2 separate regions of the Mus musculus genome follow, and region 2 is linked to region 1. Evidence: chromatin contacts called from public HiChIP or PLAC-seq data. All regions are on one chromosome and are shown on one strand. Each heading gives the region's core, a stretch centred on a gene start, on an enhancer-like site or on the middle of the called end of the contact. The rest is flanking DNA. Distances are from core to core; before and after follow the strand shown.

Evidence for each region. HiChIP or PLAC-seq counts read pairs in DNA pulled down with a chosen protein or histone mark.
Region 2: a contact with region 1 is called in an H3K4me3 HiChIP or PLAC-seq map of embryonic stem cells, with 17 read pairs. The contact joins the promoter of Net1 here to the promoter of Calml3 in region 1. A contact is called at or near these places in 2 of 39 promoter capture datasets (embryonic stem cells and liver), 2 of 115 datasets of contacts at active chromatin or transcription factors (embryonic stem cells and trophoblast stem cells) and 1 of 9 other capture datasets (pancreatic islet).

Annotation. Positions count from the first base shown.
Region 1 is chr13:3,800,303-3,807,818 of GRCm38.p6, reverse strand. Calml3 (calmodulin-like 3) reads left to right here and starts at 3,501. Exons shown (of 1, transcript NM_027416.3): 1 at 3,501-4,926. The coding sequence starts at 3,616. The coding sequence ends at 4,065.
Region 2 is chr13:3,913,431-3,920,946 of GRCm38.p6, reverse strand. It overlaps Net1 (neuroepithelial cell transforming gene 1), which reads left to right and starts at 2,727. Exons shown (of 12, transcript NM_019671.3): 1 at 2,727-3,009. The coding sequence starts at 2,882.

The DNA.
Region 1 (7,516 bases), core at 2,252-4,751:
TTAAGGGTCACAGCATCAGGAAGGCTGAGAGCCAGTGGTCTACAGAGTCCCACATAATTTTTTTTTCCTTTCTGTAAAGAAAGGAGCCAGTGTGGAGGGCGAGAGCAGCGGGGAAAGGATTAAGCCATGAAATGAGAGCTGTTCCCTCTGCCATAGTTTCCTAATTTTTGAATTGCAGCAGCATGGCCACCACAAGGCAGTGCTTTGTGAGTCACGATACAGAGCGATTCTGTCTCATGCCTTTCCTGGGTTCTCTTTCAATGTGCCTTTTTTTTGTAAAAGCAAGTGGGCAAAGGCTAGATGTTCTACCCACAAAAATATGCCCCAGAAACCAGAAACCCGAAGCTACCTGTGTCCTCTTGAAGGAGTAGGATTGTCCCATCCAGCCTTAACCCCTCATCTTCCAAGGGGCTGTCCGCTATGGGTTAATTGTTTTCTAGAGACATAAGCCCTGGTTTTCCAGGAGGCAGCTGGCAACGTGTCCAGTACAGTCATGCCCCATGCAGCTGCCAGGTAGTGATAGAGGGGGAGGGGAATGGTGGTTAACCTTGTCTTCCAGTAGATCCTTGCTCTGGCCATCAACTGAGAGGATGGGGTCATTTTTTCTGCTCTTTTTTTTTTTTAACTTTATAACAACTGCTCATCATGTTCTCATACTCTCCAAAATGGGAAGTTGCTCAAATTATCTGGTTCTCCAAATCCTAATTAACCTCAGAAAAAGAAGAGAATGTTCAGAGTTCAACAAAGTGTAGAGCCAGTGAAATGACTCAGTGACTAAAGGCGATTGCAGTGCAGGCCTAGTAGCCTGGAATTGATCCCCAAAACCCGAATAAACGTGAAAAGAGAGGACAGACGCTATAAAGTTGTCCTCTGATCTCTACACATGTTCCTGGGCATGTACACAAACACGCAGAGACTATGCAAACACACACATATATACACCCACACACACACACACACACACACACACAAAGGGCTCTTGAGTTCAGCCCCCAGCATCCACATGATGGCTCATGACCATCCTTGACTCTAGATCCCAAGTTCCAGGGAGTCTGACACCTTCTAACTTCCTCAGGCACACACATAGAATGTGTGCAAATGTGCAGGTGATGGATTTAAAATGAAAAATAAATAAACCTCAAAAAGAACTAAAAATAAAACGTGCATTTTTATCAACAGTAGCTTTTAAATATTTATTTCTTTATTTCCCTTGATAACAGAAACACATAGTTTAATGAAAAAAATTAAATGTGAAAATGCATATGTATTAATTTTATTACATTTTTATGTGCAGAGGTGTGTGTGTGTGTACGCGTGTGTACCTGTGTATGTGTGTGTGTAGTGTGTGTACCTGTGTGTGTGTGTGTACCTGTGTGTGTGTGTATGTGTGTGTACAACATAGCACACATGTAGAGAATAGAGAATATTGTGTGGGGCAGTTTTCTCCTTCCACAATGTAGGTTCTGGGGATCTGAACTTAGGCCATCTGGCTCTCCAGGCAGTGCCTGGCCACTGATCTGTCTCCCCCAAATTGTCTGTCTACTATTTCGATATTAGGATGAGCAACTAACACAGAAAATCAGTATCTGTAAGGGTGGCTGTGAGGAGAGAAGACAAACGCCAGCTTAGAAACAGAAATGGTAGCTCCTTATCGATGCCAAATCAATTTTATTTTATTCTATTTCACGTTCAGTCCTTTGCTATTAAGACAGAAAGAAAAAATTGTATCCTAGGTGTTCCTAGCCTGCACCTCTTTCCCATACCACCAAACATTTAGGAACGTGGAGAAGAGGAAAGTCGCTTCTAGCCACTAAAATGGAGTGTTTGTCCACTGTGTGCCTTCTAAGACACCCATAGCCTTACTTCCTCTACCCCACCCCTGGGTCCCCATAGCCACCCATGTCCACACCCTGCTCCCCTGGAGTTCATTTTACGGTGAGTGGAAGAAGTATGTTGCTTCCTTGCCTCTCCCACAGTGAACGCCTTCCTTCTTTCTTTTTCCCACACACTGAAGGCCTCAGCTTTGTGGGACCCTTTGAGCAGGAAGTAAATCAGCTGGCAGATAAGCAGCTCCTCTTCTCTCCTGAACAGGAACTCCCTCTAAACAACAAAAGCAGACTGCCATCTACTTGAATGAAGAAAGCGTTTGTACTAGTATTGTAAACGCTAACATGAAGGAAGGAGAGTCGGAGGGGGAACAATTGCAATCCACATGATAGTCTGGCATATTCTCTCTTTATAGCTGTAAGTCCTTATAAGTATAATATGTTTTCTAAGCATGGTCCTGCCCCAATCCTTGCCTATCCAGGAATCCCAAATGGGAATCAATTGAAGCTCTCTTCCTTAGGTCATTTCCCTAGCCTCCACTCCCACCCCCAAAACGAAGGAGCTGGGGTCCTTCTTGACTATGATGCCTCCTGGAGACTTTCTGCTCTGGCTCCATGCCACGCAGGGATCAAACAAAGGCTTGTGGAACACTTCCAACAGTACTGTGATCAGAGAGTGGAGTCCAGCAAGGTCTTTCCTGTCTGTTTTTCCCTCCTGGCTTCCCTCCATTCACTAGACAGCAGTCATATTGACTGCCTTTCTTCCTCTTAGCTCCACCATGTCCTCCCCTTCTCTAGGTCACTCCAAAGGGTCTTTCTGCAGAAGGGTTGTCCTTGGCCATAAACTACCACTATGGCCCACTGACTTTCATTTCCTTTGTAGCACACATCAAAACTATCCAGTGACCTCATTCCAGCTTCTCCGTTAAGTTTTGAACATGGAACTTGTGTCCATTCTGTATTCTTCTCAGCCTCCAACAATATTTGCATATATGGGGTGCTCAGTACATCACTGTGAGTGAGTAAATAATATGCAAACACTTTGGCAGAACTTCCTCTCCACTCAGGCATTCATTTCCAAGGACAAGATGACCCTATTTTTACCTGAAGAAAAACCCTCATTCCTATCTAAAAACTCAGGGAAATGACAAAGTTTAGAAATCAAAGACAAGGAGTACACAGGCAATTTCTACTTTTCACCTGCAGAAAACTTTAGCCCCGTGGAAGAAAGGGGTATGGTTATTATATTGAGAACAGAATAGAAGGCTGGTTTAGCATTAGGTGCAAAATGAAGAAAGCAAAAAGGAAAATGGAAAACTCAGAGCCAGAAGACCAGGTCAGGGTTTTTGTTGTTGTTGTTTGTTTGTTTTGGATTTGGTTTTTATTAAAAGGTTTTCCCTATACCTGGATGAAAGGTGTTGCGGTGACCGCTGCCGGCCCTGCTGGTGTTTGGCGAGAAAAGTTGCCTTTCACACACAAGTGCTGGCGTCAACTCAATTAGCAGGCCAGCCTGGTTGCTGCTCTTGGACTCTTGTCTAAACAGGATCTGGCCTTCAGGCAACCACAGGGGCGGGGGCGTCTACGCATGGCAGCCCAATCCTACCAGACCAACGATGGGGGAGGACCCTGCTCCTTCTTAAGCTCCAGCCAGTCAAGCCAGCCAGACAGCCGCCCCTTGCAGTCTCCACCTGTCTTCAGAGAGCAGAGGAGAAGAGCCCAGCCCACAGCTAGCGCTTGGAAGCCTAGACCAGACTGGCCACATCTGCCACATCACCCACGATCTGCTAGCATGGCCGACCAGCTGACTGAGGAGCAAATCGCCGAGTTCAAAGAGGCTTTCTCTCTGTTTGACAAGGATGGGGATGGCAGTATCACCACCCAAGAATTGGGCACTGTCATGCGGTCCCTGGGTCAGAACCCCACAGAGGCTGAGCTTCAAGGCATGGTGAATGAAATTGACAAAGATGGAAACGGCACCGTGGACTTCCCCGAGTTCCTGACAATGATGTCCAGGAAGATGAAAGACACTGACAGCGAGGAGGAGATCCGAGAGGCCTTCCGAGTGTTCGACAAGGATGGCAATGGCTTCGTCAGTGCAGCCGAGCTGAGGCACGTGATGACCAAGCTGGGGGAGAAGCTGAGCGATGAGGAAGTGGACGAAATGATACAGGCGGCAGATACAGATGGTGATGGGCAAGTGAACTATGAGGAGTTTGTCCACATGCTGGTGTCCAAATGAGGCTGTGCCACAGACTGGCACAGCCAGGTGCCCATGAGGCTTCTGGGCTACAAGCTAGGCTGGATAATAGCTGTCCTCCGGTTGGTGAGAATCTTACCCAGGTCTTAGATGTCTTTCCCTGTTTCCGTGGGGCTCTATGGACTGCATTCATAAGTCTGCCTTTCACTTTCTGCATCTTATTCTGGCAGCTTCACACCAGTTCTTTCCCCTTGACTGAGAATGCCTCCAGCTGAGACAGGCATCAACTCCTCCTAGCCCTCAAGAGCTGAAGCAGAATGTCCCATCTCTGCATGGATAATAAGCCAAAGGACCCAGGCTCCTATTTGTTTCCTTTCTTTCCTTTTCTTCTCCCCACCCCCATCGCCCTGTTTCCAACAGAAATGATCAACTCCAGGGCCTACTTCCAGCAGGAATCTCCATTTGTATTGGTGTGTGCGGTGTGTGTGGGGAGGGTGGGGTGGGGGCGTCACCTGCACGCAACGCTTTGCATCACGGTGGCCTGTGGCCATCAGTTTGTACATCATAGTACTTAGGCATCTTTGGCTGAAGACTGCGTCTGTTGGATTTGGAAAGCATCAGGGCGTGGGGATGATGGCGATGGTGAAGATTTGGATGATTGAGGTCAGGCTCTCTGGACAACAGCGCTTCCCCTCCACGGGACTTTGTCTATTCCTGTCTGTCTCCATCAAAGAAACCTCTGTGATCCTGGTTTTATGCTTGTTTGTTTGTTTGTTTGTTTGTTTTCTGAGCTTAGAGTAGAGCTGGGGGTCATTGTAACATGTTTGTATTCATCTCAAAGGAAAGAAATTTATATGCAAGAGAGGGGGAAGCTGCAGGGAAATAAATAAGTTAATAAGACACGACGTTCCTATTTCTTTTCTGCTTCTAATTAAACACTATTTCTTAAGTCTAGAAGATTAACCAGTCAGCAACCTCCGTTTTGTTTGTTTGTTTGTTTTGAATGCACGTTTTTTTTTTTTTTTTTTTGATGTGGACTCTAGAGTGGGACTCATCAAAACGCCCATCTTCCTTGGCTCCACCTCCCCGTTACCTCAGTGTTTCCTCCTTTGTAAAATGGTGAGGGTGGGCTAGCTCTGCTGTGAGTGGGACAGCCTTGGCTTGCAATCCAGCCCTTCTATCATCTCCATGGCCGCGCCTCTTCGTGATACCAGGACCCACACACCATCCTGGCTAAGTGAGAGGTACTTACTCTGTATAGGAACTTGCTGCCACCCTGTAGGGTAGCCACTATTCCTTGCTTCCTGTCTTACAACTGAGGAACCTGAGTGCATGCTCTAGGCTTGATCTTCCTCTTGGCTGAGCATGACCCCTTTGCCTTCACTGTGACAGTAATGGTGGCCTTTCTCCACATTGGCGAGGATTTTAAGAATGGTATTTCTTTTTCTTTTCTTTCTTTCTTTTTTTTTTCAATACTGGTGAATGAACCCAGGGCCTTATACATACTCAGGAAGCACTCTACCACTGAGCTATATTCTCAGGCAATAATTAATATGTTTAAATTTTATTTATTATTATTCTGTATATTTGGTATGTATAGGGGAGTACATGTGTCATGGTGCATACGTGGAAGTCAGAGGACACCCTTTTGAGGTTGTTTCTTTCATTCCCCCTCTGTGGGTTCTAAGAATGGAGCTCAGGTTGTCAGGATTATACAGCAAGCACTTTACTTGTAAGTAATCTCATCGGTCCAAGAATAATATTCTCAGTATATTCATCATGGAGTAGGCCCTGTGTGCATGGAAGTTCCTTGATAAATGAAACACAGTTACAGATTCCATCTGGCACCAATAAGGCTTGCCACCCTCAAAAAAGCTCAAGGGTCAAGGGCAGAGAGGAGGCAACAGAAGGCTCTCTGTGCCATTTTACAGAATTTCAGGTAAGAACTGACCCTGATCCAAGGTCACGGTCAAGCCTCCCATGAGAAGAGCAGGAGGAAGTTTCAAAATATCTGGTCAGAGCTGGCTGGATGTTTCCATGTAGGATTTGGGGTATGAGTCTCAGAAGCCTTAGGGACACAGCATGCACAGATGACAGGATAGCACCTCCCTGGAGTCACTGGAAGAGAAGAGCTGAGACTAAGGTATGAACATGAGCCATCTGCCAGAAGAAAGCAACATACCTGCATGGGCAAACATAACCCAGATCTCCACATACTTTGTCAGATATCTCCTAAGTTTTGCAGCCAAGTGAGAAATGGAAGTCTCCAGGGGTCTTGCTGGTCCCTATAAATAATGTGGCTGGAATGCTGACGTTGACTCCTAAAGTCCTAAGTTGTAAGTCATGTGAAGTACTTACAAGTACTAGGACCTACACACACTGCTAAGAGTTTAACTAGGAGGGGCTCTTTTTGTATTTCCCTGCCAGTTCCCAGCAATGCGGCGTAAGCAACCCTTTTATTTGTGATCCATGCACCACCCTGAAACTACTGATACTTAGACTTTTCAAGTCTCAGACAGAGCCTTTCATGCAGAACTCTTCTGCCAGGGCAGGAACTGGCAGGTAATATGGAAAAACCCCTGCTTGCTCCCAGCCAAGAACTGACAGGCCCTGGGCTTCTTAGCAGGCAGACCTCTCAGAAGCAGAGTGGTACTAGAAAGGGGGGTGTAGGGGGTGGGGTGCTTCCTCCTGTCTCAGAAGACATCAGGATCAAAGCCAGCTAGCCCACCGACAAGTACCTGGGCCTGCCCCACTGGTATTCATTTTCCCAAATGATACTTACTAAAACTGTTTCTGCAGCCTCTTGTCCTGAAGACTCAAAGCTATCTTGCAAAAAGCACCCTCTGCTTGGGCACACAGCTGGCCCCTCTTTCCAGCCTGTTGGGTTTAGCATGAGGAATATTGTTGTATCTACATTTCCTGGGGAAATATATCCAAAGTCTACTCTCTTCAGACTGATAGGTTGACAACTTAATCCAAGTCTGTCTTGGTGACCCAATGAAGTTATAGAGCTTAAAAGTTAGAGTTTATAAGCAGTGGTGTGGGAGTATGAGGATCCCAAACTTTTCAGGCACATCTCTGAGAAGCCCCATTTCCCCATAGCTAAACAGACGGAGACCCTCCTTCTTCTATATGCTAGCATCTCCTGGTATTATACGCAGGAGAGCATAATTACATGCAGCTAGGAAGAGATGCAGGAAGTAGTTGCTGAGATTTCAGATAAAGGTCTATTCACACACACACACACACACACACACACACACACACACACACACACACATGTAAGCTCACACTTTAATGAGAGAACACCACCAGATCCAGTCTTGAAGGTTTCTTGCAAGTAGCAACACCTACTGTGCCCAAGATGGTGGTGGCTGTTATCCTCAGAGGACAGAATTCCACCACAGATATAAAGCCCAGGCTGCCGTTCTGATCTGCCCCTCACTAAAAGAGACTTGATATCTTGAGACTCCCTTGAACTGGCAGGTGAGTC
Region 2 (7,516 bases), core at 1,478-3,977, 110 kb before region 1:
TGGGTGGACCCTTGGGTGAAGAAAGTATGTCACTAGGGTCTGGCTTTTGGAGTTCATAGCACACTCCATTTCCAGTTCCCTCTCTACCTTGTAGTTGTAGTCAAAGATATGATCATTTTTTTTCTCCTAACACTGTTCCTGAAGCTTGCTGCCACATCTCCCAACAACAACAGACCATAAGCCCAAATAAACTCATCCTTTGGTAAGTTGCTTTGGTCAGAGTGTTTTATTACAACAGAACATCAACAAGTAAAAAGTCCAGCTTCCTTCCACGTGCTTCAATATACCATGGGCCTTCAATTCCTTTTCTTATGGTACAACCTAGCTGAAAGTCTAGTATTTTATTGTAGATATTCAATAGATATGTATGAGTAGCTAAAAAAAAAGTAACAACTTCCCAAGTGAATGAATATTGAAAGAATTTTCCTGCACAATTTCCATGCAGTGCACAACTTCCATGAAGTCCCCATATCAGCATCTTTTATTATCTATCACATTGATAGTAAATGTTCCCTAATAACTTCTGGTGATAACACCAAAACCAGCTTCAGTATCTTCAGGAATAGAGACAAACTAACTTGCTTCTGTGTGTAAAAGTGTGTGGTTCCACTAAAATATCTTCATTCTACCAAACTCGGCATAGAGATCAATTGTTTTGGATGACATTTCTGTATTTACATTGTATTTGCTAAACGCAATATTTTCTCCAGTATCTCACTCTGTTTAAGAATTCTTAAATCAAGAAAATAAAAATAAAAAGCATTTTTAAGTGCCAAAAGTCTTACCACCTAGAAAAATTTAATTAATCTCAACTTTCTATTCTGTATAATTACAAAGAGTGATTTATAATTAATTATAGTTCTTTTGTGGGTAGGATTACTATTCTATGATGAAACACCATTATCAAAAGCAACTTGGAGGGGGGAGGGCTTATTTTACTCACACTCCCCTCACAAATCACTTCATGATTTGTCATAGGGTTTCTATTACTGTGATAAAACACTGTGACAGAGGGGGAAAAAAACTTGAGGAGGGTTTATTCAGCTTACACTTCTATATCACAGTTCATCATCAAGGGAAGTCAGGACAGGAACCCAAGCAGTGCAGGAACCTGGAGGCAAGAGCTGACGCAGAGGCCGTGGAAGAGTGCTTACTAGCTTGTTCGTCATGTCTTCCTCTCCCTACTTTCTTACAGAACCCAGGACTACCAGCCCAAGAATGGTATAGCCATGATGGGCTGGCCTATTTCCCATCAACTACTAATTAAGAAAATGTTCTATAGACTTACCTACCGCCTAATATTAGAGAGGGTTTGTCATGGTTTGAATATGCTTGGCCCAGGGAGTGGCACTGTTTGGAGGCATGGCCTTGTTGGAGTAAGTGTGTCACTGTGGGTGTGAGCTTGAATACCCTTGTTCTATCTGCCTGGAAGCCAGTATTCTGCTAGCAGCCTTCAGATGAAGATATAGAACTCTCAGCTCTTCCTGTACCATGCCTGCCTGGATGCTGCCATGTTCCTGCCTTGATGATAATGGACTGAATCTGTATTCCAGCCCCAATTAAATATTGTCCTTATAAGGGCTGTCTCTTTCATGGTGTCTGTTCACAGCAGTAAAACCCTAAAACAGAATTTTTCTAAATTGACATAAAACTAGCCATCATTGTTCTATATTTCATATTTTATGCTTTCAGTTAAAATCACAATGTTTTGTTTTACTATATACCTCTTATTTTTAATTTTCTTTTATTTTCAAGATTATAATATAATCACACCATTTTCTCCCTTCTCTTTTCTCCTTCCCAACTCTCTCCTATACCCCTTCTTGCTATCTTTCACATTCATGGACTCTTTTTATTAATTATTGTTACATAGTCAATATGTAACAATATGTTATACATATATGTTCCTAAATACACAAATACAGCCAGCTCAGTCTGTATGATGTTATTTGTATGTTTTCAGGGCTAGCTGTTAGTATTGGCTAACCAATGGTATTCCCTGAAGAAGACCATTTCTTTATCGGCTGAATGCAGTCTTCACAGTTAATCAGTTATATTTAGACATCTCCCAGTCATTCATTTAGATTGCCTTTAATTTTTCTATTATACACAACATCATTAATATCTCCCTGTATACAAGAGAGACTACATTTAAGACCATTAGCGATATTTAAAATCAGAGAACGTTTTTATTTACCAATCTTCACATAATAACCTGAGCAGGGTCCCTTGTTTCATGCTGCACGTTTTGCAGTCTTGCAAGCAGAGAAAGCAGCCCTTTCCATTCGGTAAAGCGACTGTGTCCTACTTACTGAAAGACAGGAGTACATAACTAGATTTCACTGGTTCTCTAGAGACATCCTGGAGAACAAAGTATTGTCTTTGGCAATTGGGAATATATTCCACATGTATAACTTAGTGTTTATACGTCCAACTGCCTCTTGCTTTGGGGTCAATACCTTCATCCTGTCTAACGCTAAACAACAACAAATGATAAACAGCTTCCGATCCATTTTCCTGCCCTGCAAGTGAAAGTTCTAGTGAATAGAGACTGCCTTTCAGGAGTAAGGTGTGTAGTTAAAATAAATCCCCAAATTCCTAACTTTCACCTTACCACTTTCCCTTTGTCACTGGAGCTCCTAAAAGTTTGGTATGAAGTCTTCTGATTAGGGCGGGACTCCACGTAGCCTAGCAACCGCTTCCCACTCTCTGATTGGCCGATCTCTGGGCAGCCGCCATTTTCAAATCCCCGGATGACGGCGGTAGCCGCTCTCTGCTAGAAGGCGACTTGCTGCCTCGCAGAAGCTGGCGGGCATTGTGCCCGCCACGATCGGTCTCCTGGGCACTGGGCCACCGCCCCACCAACCCCCCTTCTCCGGACATGGAGCCAGAGCCGGCGGCTCAGAAGCAGCCCCGACCTCGGAGGAGAAGCCGCAGGGTCTCAATGCTCAGCGAGGAACCTGCCGCGGGGCTTCCGGCCGACACACCCGGGCCGGCGGCGAACGAGAGGTGAGGGTGGCGGGAGGTGGGTGAGAGCCGGGGACCGAGTCTGGAGACTCAGGACGGGATGGACTGGACGGTGGGTGACCAAGGACTGGCAGTGCAGTAGGGGAGGTTGGGGAAGGCCGGGCAGAAATGCCGCGGGAGGAGAGTGCGCTGCCCGGCGGGCTGCACCGAGGGCTGCACAGCGACTGCTCGGCCCTGCGTAGAAGGGGTGGACTCGTTGGACTTGTTGACAATCTCCTTTAACCCCGTCCCTGGGGAACCGTACATCTGCACCAGAGCTGTTCTCTACCAGAAACTAGTTGTGGATGCAGGCGCTCAGATCAAGACTGTCGTGGACCCTGTGATGAGAAGAGGAATTGTCACCTGAACAGATACCAACCCTTTCAGCCTAAAAGCGGCTGTTCAAATGAAATGTCCTTTGCAGACCAGAACAGGACAGGCTCCTGGAATGAAGAGATCAGAGAAAGACTCTTTCTGGCTTTTCAGTTATTAGCACATTTTCACATTCTGTGTTGTATCTTCATTTCTATGTGTCTGGGAAAGGCAAACACTAGGTTGATTTCAGAAATCTGTGTCTGGAAGAGAGGCTGTGGGAGTCATAATATTTTTATTAAATAGGAAATTGAAATGGCATTTGTCTGGACTACTCTGTCATTCTTTTGCCCTTCGAAATATGAGAAATGGTCTCAAAGTACTGAATGCAATGGTTTCCCATTATAACGTTAGACATTGAGTTACAAAGTATGTAACTTTGTTCAAATCTACGTCTACATAGTGAGTTTATGATAGTGTCTGCCTCATATAAGGCACTGTGTGAACATCAGTACTTATCATGGGCCTCGGCAGAAAACTCGGCAGAAATCTTGTCTGTCAGTTTTAAATCTGTTAAAGTAACAGTGCTGTGTCTGCTCCATCTTTTCAGACATCCCCATGGTCCACTTGACATGATTTCAGGGTTTTTTTGGTTTTGTTTCTGAGACAAGTTCTCACTGTGTAACTTGGTTACCCCAGAACTCACTACCTGTGTAGAGACGCTGGCCACAAACTCATATTGTACTTCTGTACCAGAGCTGTTCTCCATGGAAACTGGTGGACTGTAGGTGGTCTTACATCCATAGGACTATTGGTGAGAAGAGGAATTGTCACCAAGCAGGCTCCAAACCGTTCTGCCTAAAAACTGGTCTTTCTTCCTTAGCCTCCCCCTGTTCTCGGATTGCAGTGTGAACCTCGACGCCCAGGTCATTTGATAGGATGTTAAATTAATCTTTTATATAGCTTATAATCTAATCATGACAAATGGTTTTGAGGAAAAAGCAAACACCTTACTTTCATTATCAAGGCATGGGCAAACCCATTGTATTAAGTAACTCTATAAAGAGCTAGATTCTTTCAGTTAGTACTGATTTTTATGAGTTTGAAGTTTAAGGCAATATTTACCAGAATTCTTGCCTTCTGAAACTTCCTCTCTTCCAATCAGACCGTGTGTTTAAGAAGTCAGAGTGCAGAAAGAAGGCATCTTTGAGACTGAGAATTACAAGAATTAGGATGGGCTAGTGAAGGAGCAGAAAAGGAGGACTTCCTGAAGATGAACAGAAGCAGTGCTTCATTCCACGTGTGCTCAGTGTAATACAGTTGCACCTGCCCTAGCATCAGACACTGTTGAGGATGATGGGGATTCAGGTGAACAAAAGCAGATGGAGCGCTTGCTCTCAGGAACCTTAGATTCTCTTGGGAGGCGTTGGTCACATCATGCAGTGAATTTAAGCCTTTTTGATTCTGTGCAGAAGAGGAAAGATTCTAGGGCCCAGAGTTGGTAGATGACTCCAAGGAAACAGTATCCTCCAGACATAAGAGCACTGATGCACATCTAAACTTACAGAGATTGAAGGAATGCACAAGACCTGCAACAGGTTCAAACCAGACAAGATCCTAGCACTGAGAATGGGAGAGTTGACACACCATCCCACTCAGAACCAAGAAGCTGTTTGCAATTGATACCTCCTGGGAAAAGGAAAATTGTTGTTTTGTTTTGTTCCAGTGGAGTATTGGTATATCAACCACACTCCAGAGCAAGGCCCATGCCCAGGTGTCTTGGTCACTGATCCATTTTTGTGAAGAGACACCATAATCGAGGCAAAACTTAAAGAAAAGGTTTAACTGAGCCTGGCTTACAGTTTCAGAGGGTAGTCCATTATTATCATCATCATGGGACGCATGTAAGCAGACATGGTGCTAGAGAAGTAGCCAGAGCGCTTTATCCCCATCTGCAGGCAGAAGACAGTCTGACAGGGCCTGGCATGGGCTTTTGAAACCCCAAAATTCATCCCCAGTGACATACTCCTTCAACAAGGCCACACCTCTTAATCCTTCTAATCCTTTTCAAGAGTTTGCATTCAAATATATAAGCCTATAGGTGTTGTCTTATTTTCAAAACTTACTTTAATAAGGGTTCTTAAATGCTTCAACCTCCATTCTAACCTACCACCCACCAGAAGTAATGAAAAGGTTAATAGGGCAAAGGCAGATGTAGACCTGTTTAGAAGGGGTGATTCCAATCTTCAATGTCAGGATATCTGTAGCTCAGTTCTCATGAATCAGCAGTGGTAGCTGGATCCACTGGCAAACACCGTTCACGAATTAACAAGGGCTGTTTGATCCAGAGGAAACCATGAGGCTTTGCCAGTCGCCAGTCAGCCCAAGTCCAAGGAAGCTGCAAGAAGCCATGGAAATATCATGAGAAGTTCTTTGGTGAATTTCTCTCTACAAAGTCATGACAAGCAGTAACCAGTGAAGAAAGCAAAACAAAACCATGGTGGAGTGTCATCCACTGTCTGTTGCATTATAAATATACACTTTCCAAGCATCACGTGTCCTCTCAAGCATTTGCTCCAGCAAGACATCACATGTTCTTTTTCCAGGCAGCTTCCAGAAAAACACCATGTGTCTGTTCTCAGCAAAACATCTTCTCCTGTCTGCTTCAGCAAAAACATCCTCTCATAAGACAGTTTCCAGAAAAAATATCACATGACACGATGAGTCTTCGAAGAAACCAGCATTTCCACTTCATATAGGGGCTATTCTTATTCAGACCACCACACCTTGGGTAGTTGGCCCACACAAAACAGACACCATGTTTTTGTCTGATTGGTTGGTTATTTTGAAATATGAATCCTGCACATTAAGTTTGTTTTAGTATTTTTTTGTCTTAATGTCTTTTTTTTTTTTCATTTCTTTGGATTTTCTGTGTTTTGTTGTTTTTCCTGTTTGTTTTGATGTGGGGGTAGATCATGAGTTGGGTGGGTGAGGAGGTGGGAAAGATCCAGAAGGAACTGGGAAAGGGAAAAGTATGATCAAAGTATATTCTGTGGAAGAAACATTCCTATTTCATTTTTATTTGTTTGGCTGGTTTTGGGGGATCGGGAAGCTGGTATAGGCATGTGTGTGTTTCTTTCACCATGTGGACCCTAGAGATCAAACAGGGTGGCAGGTGCTTTTTACAGGCTATCCTGACAGTCAGTTTTACTGTTCTTTGGTGAAGCCTTTCTGGTAGCCATCTTTCCTTTATTGTCTTTGCTGAAATATACACACTTCTGCTTTCTCTTTAACTTAGAAAAGCTTGTAATTTTTGCCATCTGTAGCATTGTGATATATACATTCATATTGTGATATATACACACATACATACATCTGTAGTATAATGTATGGTAAAGATAATGTATGGTCAAGGTAAGAGTCAGATTTATAAATGGACCATGACCTGGCTAAAAAGCTAAATAATAATTTGTATAAAAGTTGATGTAAAAAAGCTAGAATTTTATTAGCAACTGTCTACTTTAAAGTTTTGGCCTGCTTCTTAAATTGTTTATTAAGATTTATTTTTAATAAAATTTTATTTTGCTTTCATGTATGTATATGCACTATGTGTGTGACTAGTACCCATGAAGACCAAAAACAGGGCATTGAATCCCTGGAGTTAGAGTTAAGGTTTTTGAGAGCCACCACGTGGTGCTGGGAACCCAAGTCCTCTACAGGAGTCTCTCCAACCCCACCCTGACATCTCAGAATCAACCAGAAAAGGCCAGATGCACACTTTATCTCTAGTCACAACAGTTATCACGTCATGTTCTCTTTAGGTTAGCCCACCAATAGCTTCCCCAGGACAGCTCCAACCGGGTTATGCTTGCACCTCCCCACTTTGTCCTGTTATAAAGCTTATCCTCCCTTTATCATTTGAACCTCTGCCAAAAGGCACGTGATGATAACTAGATCCCTTGCTCCTGCAAGCTCGGGACTGTTTCTGCTTTCCTTTGGCTGTCATTTATCCATGTTGGAAAAATATCTTTGTTCTGCATTCTATACATCTTAAGTGATTAACAGTATAGCTCATGGTTATCACCTATGTCATGTTTTGATTTATATATATATATATTTTGTCAATGTACACACTTAACATTTTTGTGAATATACAGGCCTGTATTTTAGAAAGGTAAAAGCAGGTTCCTCTTGCTTT